Linked DNA regions of Sus scrofa: region 2 is linked to region 1. Evidence: chromatin contacts called from public HiChIP or PLAC-seq data. All regions are on one chromosome and are shown on one strand. Each heading gives the region's core, a stretch centred on a gene start, on an enhancer-like site or on the middle of the called end of the contact. The rest is flanking DNA. Distances are from core to core; before and after follow the strand shown.

Region 1 (4,003 bases), core at 663-3,162:
CCCTTCCTACTCTCCCCACCCCTTCCCTTCTGTTCTTCTGCCAGGAATACCCTCCTGACTCATCTCAGCCTATGTCTATCACTTCCCTGGAGACCTGGCTCAAGATTCAACTCCTTGAAAAATTGCTCCCTGACAAATCCAATTTCCACTAACTACTGCATAACTTTGCATTTCCTGTGGCAATTATATAGTTTGCACTATACAATCTATAACTTGAAGGGTTTTTTGTTTTTGCATTTTTCTATCATTTCCCCAAATAGACACCAAATAGAGGCAGATCACCTTTTATGTTCTCTTCTATACAGCCAGCAATAAATGCTTTTTGAACTACTGAATCACAGTGAAAGAAGGCCAACTGCTCAAAAATTTCTAAAGCAGTATTACCTCCAACATGCACGAGTCCATTAAGGAGATGATATTTAATTTTGCCTTAATTTCATAAATTCATCAAAGACGACCCAGGTCACATACATATTTAAAGTAAATAACAATCCTGGCTATTCAAACATGACTTGAGATTTAACATTTCAGGCTTCTAATAAGCTTAAAGCCTTGAAGCAGGACGCCTGTGAATGGTAGGAAGCTGGCACCAGTCTCCTAAAAAAAGGGCAAAACTCTAGTTGGCAGTAAATGTTCAAACACGTGAGCCTTCACTGTTAAATAAGGCTCATTAACCACACGAACTTGCTGTTTCAGCTTTCTGGCTTCAATGAAGTGCTAGGATCTCCTTTGGTTATTGTTGCGAGCCAATGATGGGTTAAATTCCCATAAATTAACCAGGGTTTCGAGGGTTTGCCCAAGCATACCGCTGGCATCGGACTGGATAATTTTTTTTTTTTTTTTTTTTTAACAGACCCGCCCGCCCTGGGAAGCCAGAGGTGAATGAAGAAACAGCCAACTCGGCACTTCTCAGGAGGCAAACCGAGACCTCCAGAACTCCGTTCCGTCCCTCTCTAGTTCTTAGTGTCAGCTTATAGTGCAGAGGCGGGGCTTCAAGCGCGGCTGCTTTTTACTAAATCTCAACCGAGTCTTCCTTGGGGACTGCAAGCCACACTTCGGCGGCTGCCCAACTTTTCCTGCAGGGAGCATCAGTTTTTCCATCCTCCAAGTCCCAGCAAACAGGGTTTGGGGAGAGCCGGGCCACCAGCAGAAGGGAAGGTGAGGGCTCGGAGGGAGGGAAGGGGCTCGCCCCGCCAAGCGGGCAGGGTGGCAGAAACAAAGTGAGCGCCGGCCAGCCCAGCACCTCCCGCCCGCCTGCCCGCCCGCCGGCCCCGCTCACCCTCCAGCAGCACCTCCTTGCCCGCGCGCTTCAGTGCCTGAACGGCCTGGTCGTGGGTGGCCTGGCGCAGGTCGGTGCCGTTCACCGACAGGATGGCGTCGCCCAGCCGCAGCGCCCGGCTCTGGTCGGCCGCCAGTCCCGGGAAGATCTTGGAGATGAGGATCGGCATCCGGTTCTCGCGGCCGCCCTTGATGCTGATGCCCAGGCCGCCCGCCTCCTGCTTCACCACCCGCACTCGGCGCACCGGCGGTGACGCGCCCGCCTCACTCGCCGGGCCTCGCGGCGGCGCGGGTGGACTTGGGGGGCCCAGGCCGCGGCTCGGGCTCCCGGGCAGCGAATCGCCCGCGCCGCCGCCGTTCGGGAGGCCGTTGAAGGCGGCCGCCGCGGGCCCTAGAGCTGGCTCTGGTTCAGCCGCCGCGGCGTCGCCCGTCAGGCTCAGGCTCTCCCCGCTCAGCTCGGCCACCACCCGGACCCAGCGCTCCCTAAGGAGCAGTTCTACCAGCCCCGCTTTGGTGGCCCGCGTCCACACCGCCATGGCCGGCCCCGCTCCCGCCGCCGCAGTCGGCGCAGCTACCCTCATTCCAGTCAGGCAGCCTAGGCGCTTCCCCCTTCCCGCCCGAGGGGGCGGGCCCGGCCCCTCCCCCCGCGGTGATTCATTATTCATGAGAGGCCACGCCCACCTTCCGGAGCGGTGGGGAGAGGCCGGCCGGGACGCTTCCGGGAGGTCTAAGGAGTTGCCTGCGGTCCGGTGGGTTGCAGTTCACAGCTCAAGCGAAGTGGGGCTCGGTCTCACGTTCTCCCTCCGTTAGCCTCCGACCCTTACACCCTCCAGCTTCTGACCTGTACCGTTTAATGCACCAGAGCTGCCTGGGCATGGAAAGCAAAATCAGCTTCACAAGACACTTTGCAAGCCTGCAAGTTGAAAGCCTCCGAGTTGCAAGTTCACTTTTGCATTGATTGGTTCTTACTAAGTAAGTATTTACTGAATGCTCCGCTGTGGGCTCCTTTTGAGGCCTGGAGGTGAGATGAACAAAACTACCACAGCCGAGAGCTGGCGGTTTAGTAGGGGAGGAAAAAAGAGAACCAACCAACCTGATGTGATATTATGTGGTTAAGTGACATGTAGAAAAAGCCCTGAGACCGGAGTAGAAGTAGTTGAGCCTGGGGTCAGTTTCACAGAGGTGACAATGGAAGCTCAATAACTGGAACAGAGGGAACTGCATAAGCAAAAGTCTAGAGGCATGAATCCAAGCATTTGTCATTCTGCTTTGTAATACCGGTAATGCCAGAGGGGTTCATGTTTTCTTTAGCCCTGCAGCCACATTAGGTAGGCCTCAAAGATATTTGCAGAATGATGGTTACTTAGGAAGATGCCAGAATTCAAATGTGAATAGTGCAGGGTCCATGGAAATATAAGGATATGAGTGTAAAAAGACTCAAATAACCAAATATTGGAATTGAATTTGTAGATCTGACTTTCTACCCTGGAGGCCAGGGCCTTACATTGGGGCAAGTGCATATGAGCGTCCCCAGAAACTGATTACACAGTGCAAAGCCTGCAGCAGCTTTTGTCCAAAGCTGTAGGTGATAAAATTCACCTGCTTCTTCCAGTTTCCTGGCTTGAAGAGTTGAGGAAACTGAGGCCCAGAAAGCCAAAGCTTTGGCCCAGTGTCCACAAGTAACAAAACATCTCTGGTCTCCCAGTTTCCTGTTCCAGTGCTTTAAAACAAACACATACACACCCTAGACCATACTCTAGACCTCAAAAGTGAGGATCCAGAAATCATGCTGCTGAGAGAGATCTCAACATGAGGTCACTGTGCCCTTTTTCCTTTTTTTTTTTCAGGAAAAGCAAAATGCCCATATTTTCATTTGGGCAGGCAGGGGTGGGAGCAGTGGTGCCAACAGAGGGAGTGTGCAGCAATTCCTGTGAAAGGGGCTGTATACCTGCTTGCTCATGAAGTACATGTTGAAGCTCGTAAGCCATGTCCATGAACCAATCTAATGCACACTCATGTGTGGGCAGAAACTTTCAAAGAGCCTCCTATACCAGGAATTAAAACAATTAAAAAAAATTTTTTTTTAAAAAAGAAAGATTGGTAAGCACTCAGAGCCCAAATGAAGAAAGAATTCAAAATGAGAAAAGTATCTTACTCCAAAAATCATTACAGCAGAATCCTCTTTGCAATTAGCGGAGTGGGATTTTCCAAGCTGCAGACATCAGCAGAAGCTCAACCCTCTGGCCCTCTCCTCAATCAATTGCAGTGAGGCCCGCTCTCTGCTCTGGCAGGTCCCAATGTGCCCAAGTGCACCTGCAGTCACAGACATTTCTGGCTTTGCTCCAGCTGAGGCGGGAGCCCCCAGAGGCCTGAGTTAAGCGAAACTTCTACTTATTAGAGAGCACTTGGCAGCTGTCTCCTTAGAGAATGAGCACATTTCGAGCACGTTTACATATGTAATCACCCAGAGGTTGGGCACTTGAGGACATCTTTATTAGCAAAAGGGAAATGCTGGAATTTCTTTCCAAAAGTGTCAAGACCTTTTGGTCAAAAGAGTTGGAGGAAATCATAGATCTTCCACCTAAATAGGGAGGGCACTTACATAAGACAGTAGGTTATATAATGAAATATTTAACCCCGGTAAGATGGGAGGTAATAGAGATTGATATTTGGATTATTGGGGGATATTTACTTAAATTATTTCAAAGTACATCCATAAAAAATG
Region 2 (4,003 bases), core at 1,115-3,614, 44 kb after region 1:
ACAACAAGAACTCCTCTTGCCTTTTTTAATTATTTTTTTTAAGACTACATCTGCAGCATATAGAAGGTCTCAGGCCAGGGACTGAACCCACACCTCCACAGCAACTCAGCTGCTGCAGTCAGATTTTTTTTTTCCCTTTTTCCTAAGCTGCAGCTGCAGCACCACTGGATTCTTAACACCCTGTGCTGGGCCAGGGATTGAACCTGTGTCCCACCTCCCAAGATGTTGCCGATCCCATTATGCCACAGTGGGCAATTCCTTCAGTCAGATTCTTTTTGTTGTTGTTGTTGTTGTTTTGTCTTTTCTAGGGCCGATCCCTCGGCATATGGAGGTTCCCAGGTAAGGGGTCTAACTGGAGCTGTAGCTACTGGCCTACATCATAGTCACAGCAACTCGGGATCCAAGCCACATCTGCGACCTACACCCCAGCTCACGGCAACACCGGATCCTCAACCCACTGAGCGAGGCCAGGATTCAAACCTGCAACCCACGGTTCCTAGTCAGGTTCTTTTCGTTAATCACTGCGTCATGATGGGAACTCCCCTATAGCCAGATTCTTAACCTACTGTACCCCAGTGGGAACTACCTCATCATTTGTCCTGAACTGACAATGAAATGAGTACTGACACCTAGAGCAGGAAATGCCACTTTGTCGAAGTTATAATCTGCAGAGACTGATATGAAGCAATGGTGTTGACAATTTCCCTTCTTGCTGTGCCCAACAAATATAACAAATCTCAGTTTCCAAACTGTGACACAGTGCACCACAATTCCTAGGTGGGATCTTTCTAACTCACATTACACAGATCAAAACTCTAAGCTCATTAGTCAGGCAAAAAACTACATATTTGCTACAGAACTTCTGTGGTTCTAAACAACTTGGGAGAGAGGTGGAAGAGCCACTTTCTTTTGATCTCTTTGTATATAAAAGACACACAAGGTTTTGTAAAATGAACAAAAAAAAGAAAAAAAAAATGACATCAAAACCACCAAATCAGGCTCCCAAATGACTTACTTTCTCCTGAAAGTAGTTTGCTGACAAATTATAAATTTCTACAGTGCCATCTGTTCGTGAAACAGCCAATCTGTTCGACTGGTTATTGTAAGCCACACAACGGATCCCTGATGGAACATAATTAAAGAAACGTACTCGATGGACCTTAAATTCACCCATTCCTAGAGGGGAAAAAGAGAATTATTGTTAAAACATCAACCACAGTATGACACACATATTGTTTATTTAACCACTGGTATAGGTAGAAGACTTCAGCTATATCCCACAGAGGTTCATTTCTAAACATCCACTTAATGATGCTTTCGTGACCCATACAGAATCTATCAATCTCCAGAAGCTCAGGACTCTTCAACAGAAAAAAGAGCAACACATAAAGCATCACTCAGATTCCTAGCAATCCTGACAACTCATTGAAGGAAGTGGTCCAGGAAAAGGAGAAGAATCTAAAAACCTGATCTTAGAGCAAAACACTGAATATAACCTCATTCTCTAACTGGGAGGCGCACTTGCGTGGGTCAATTAGAGCTTCAGTTGTATTTGAGGTAGAATTAAAGTCTTCCTGTATCTTTGTATTTTGTGCGTGGGGCTTCTGAGAGTGGGGGTGGTAAAGAGGAGAATAAAAAAAGAGGCAAAACATGTTGACAGACTAAAAGTCTCTCAAAGTTAGATCTGCAGAACTCCTGTATCAAAATTATCTCTAAAACCGGCTTTAAAAAATGCAGGATTATGGGTCCTATTCCATAGCTCCAGAATTCCAACCTCTTGGCGGGTGGCGGGGAGGTGGGGGAGACCGATTAAGAATCTGCACATTGGCAAATACCTCTATCTCTTTGGCATGCTAAGTTTGCAAATCACAGACTCAACTACGGTATTGACAGTGGGGGCTGATGGAACAGGAAGAACCCAGAGCTTCTCAATAGGAGGAAGCGACGGGACTGGTCCGGCATCTGTCAACTACTCCCCTACTCCGCGCTCTGCTGCCCTCAATATACACACTCGGGTCTGGTTCACCCCTTGTCCGTTTCCCTTCAAGGTGTGTGAAACCTGTCTGCAGAGCAGGCGACCTCGGCCTGACCAGGCTAGGAGGGCGTATGAAACGCGCGAGGGCTCCTTCGCCCCTTCTCTCTCCGGAATAGCCCCCACCCGACTTCGACACTAGGGAATCGACGAGCTCCGCGGGGCGTCGACTTAGTGCAGGCAGCACCAGTTCCAACTCTTCCCGTCACCCCCGCTTCCCGCCCCCTGCCCAACTCACCCGCGGAAGGGCTCACTACTCTTGGCGGTCCCTCTCTCCGCCCGGCCCCACGTGCGCGCGCGCTCGCGTGCTCTGCCCCGGAAGTGCTCGCGGCGCAAGGCCGGAAGTGCGCAGGCAGTGCTCGCGGCGGCGGCGACGGCGGCGGGAGGTTCGGTTGTCGCCCGTTGGCCGCGCGGCGCCGCGCTCGGCGGCCGCCATTGCAGGTCAGGCCGCGGGCAGGGAGCGTGGGAGGCCGCGGGGAGCGAGGGCCGAGCCGGGGATGGGGTTGAGGGTTCGAGGGAGCGGGAAGCTAGGGAGCTGGGGCCGGGCGGGGCGCGCGGCTCGCTGAGAAGAATGGCGAGCCGAGGGGCGGGGAGCGCCGGGCGGGGGAGGGGCGGTCGGGAAGGGGGAGGGGAGCGGGGAGGGCCGCGCAGAGGTGGGGGCGACCCAGAGGGGCCCCCGGAGTAGGAGGGCTGGGAATTGTGGGGAAGGAAGCGGTGTGGAGTCGGAAGGCGGATGGAAAGAAGGGTGCGAGCAGGGCGGAGCGGGAGAAGGGCGGAAAGAGTGGCCGAGCGCGGGCGGAGGACGGATAAGGGGGCGGCGCAGGCCGGAACCTCGAGGTATGTGCGGAAAGGGGCTCTTCCCTGGGTGGTGAAGGAGCCCAGCACGCGATGCTTTCGGGAGTCGGGTAGAACTGGAATCTAGGAAGCAGTGGGAATACCAGAAAGGGGACTTAGTGTGGGGTAGGACTCTGAGGTTCTTTCGAGGGGACATTTTAAATCGTGGAGGAAAGGCTCCTGAAAGCGATAACTGCGAGGATGGTTGGAAGGAGGAGACAGTCTGGCGGATGATCCAGGTTCTTTTGTGGGCGGAGTAAGAGACGGGAGAAGAGTCGGGTGGGGTCGGTCCTAGAGGGGCGAAGTACTTTGGAATTGAGGGGGGAAATAGGGAAGAATGAGGGTGGTAGGAATAACGTTTTTAGAGCAGCCTTTGGGAGGAGAGTGAATGGTTTGGGAAGACTATTCTGAGGGGGGGATGTGGAGAAAGGCGGCATAAAGAATGTTTAACTTGGGAGATAAGAGAAAGGGTTAAACATCTGGGTAAGAGGTCCTAGAGAAAGTGTGGGGGTATTTTGGAGGGGGTTGGGTAAGAGAGGGGAAGCGGATTGAGAGGTCCAGAAAGTGGGCGGGGCTAGGAATGGGAAGTGTTAGTAGCTCAAATTGAAGGCGGGTAGGGGGCCAGCGGAGAGGGTGGAGAAGGTGGGGAGCCTGTGGGAGGAAAACCCAGTACAGAGGGAGGCCTCAAGCAATGCTATGTAAAGGAAGGGGCTTTGGGGAAGATAGTACGCTACAGCAGTAAGAGGAAGGGTAGAGGGGCTGCAGAGTAGCAGAAGATGGAGAAAACTGGAGTAACTCAGATCGACCGAAGCCATCTTTTCCACCCCATTGTCTACAGATACCAGTAATTGATTCCCTCCATCATGGGAATCTTAAAATGTGATGGGAAAGTACCACGTATATGCATAGTGTACACACACGTTTTTGAACACACTCTTCACTGACGAAAAGTTTGGAAGCATTCAATTCCACTGCCCTCCATAACCCCTTTTTGGAGGAGATAAAGCTTCTCATTTAGAAACTAGATTTTAGCACTAAATGACGTAACATAAGCCTGTCAAGATCTTCCCTTTGAAACTTAGACTATCCCCTTCAGTCATGAAACCTCAGAAACATCCTTAATAAAAGTAATTTGTT

Evidence for each region. HiChIP or PLAC-seq counts read pairs in DNA pulled down with a chosen protein or histone mark.
Region 2: an H3K27ac HiChIP or PLAC-seq map of alveolar macrophages shows a contact between it and region 1. The contact joins the promoter of CHTF8 here to the promoter of SNTB2 in region 1. A contact is called at or near these places in 2 of 47 Hi-C or Micro-C datasets (both in embryonic fibroblasts) and 1 of 2 datasets of contacts at active chromatin or transcription factors (alveolar macrophages).

The regions. Positions count from the first base shown.
Region 1 is chr6:17,772,638-17,776,640 of Sscrofa11.1, forward strand. It overlaps SNTB2 (beta-2-syntrophin), which reads right to left and starts at 1,913. Exons shown (of 7, transcript XM_021093874.1): 1 at 1,280-1,913. The coding sequence starts at 1,859.
Region 2 is chr6:17,815,820-17,819,822 of Sscrofa11.1, forward strand. It overlaps CHTF8 (chromosome transmission fidelity protein 8 homolog), which reads left to right and starts at 2,365. Exons shown (of 4, transcript XM_021093878.1): 1 at 2,365-2,473. UTP4 (U3 small nucleolar RNA-associated protein 4 homolog) reads right to left here and starts at 2,598. Exons shown (of 17, transcript XM_021093876.1): 1 at 2,271-2,598; 2 at 1,016-1,176. The coding sequence starts at 1,174.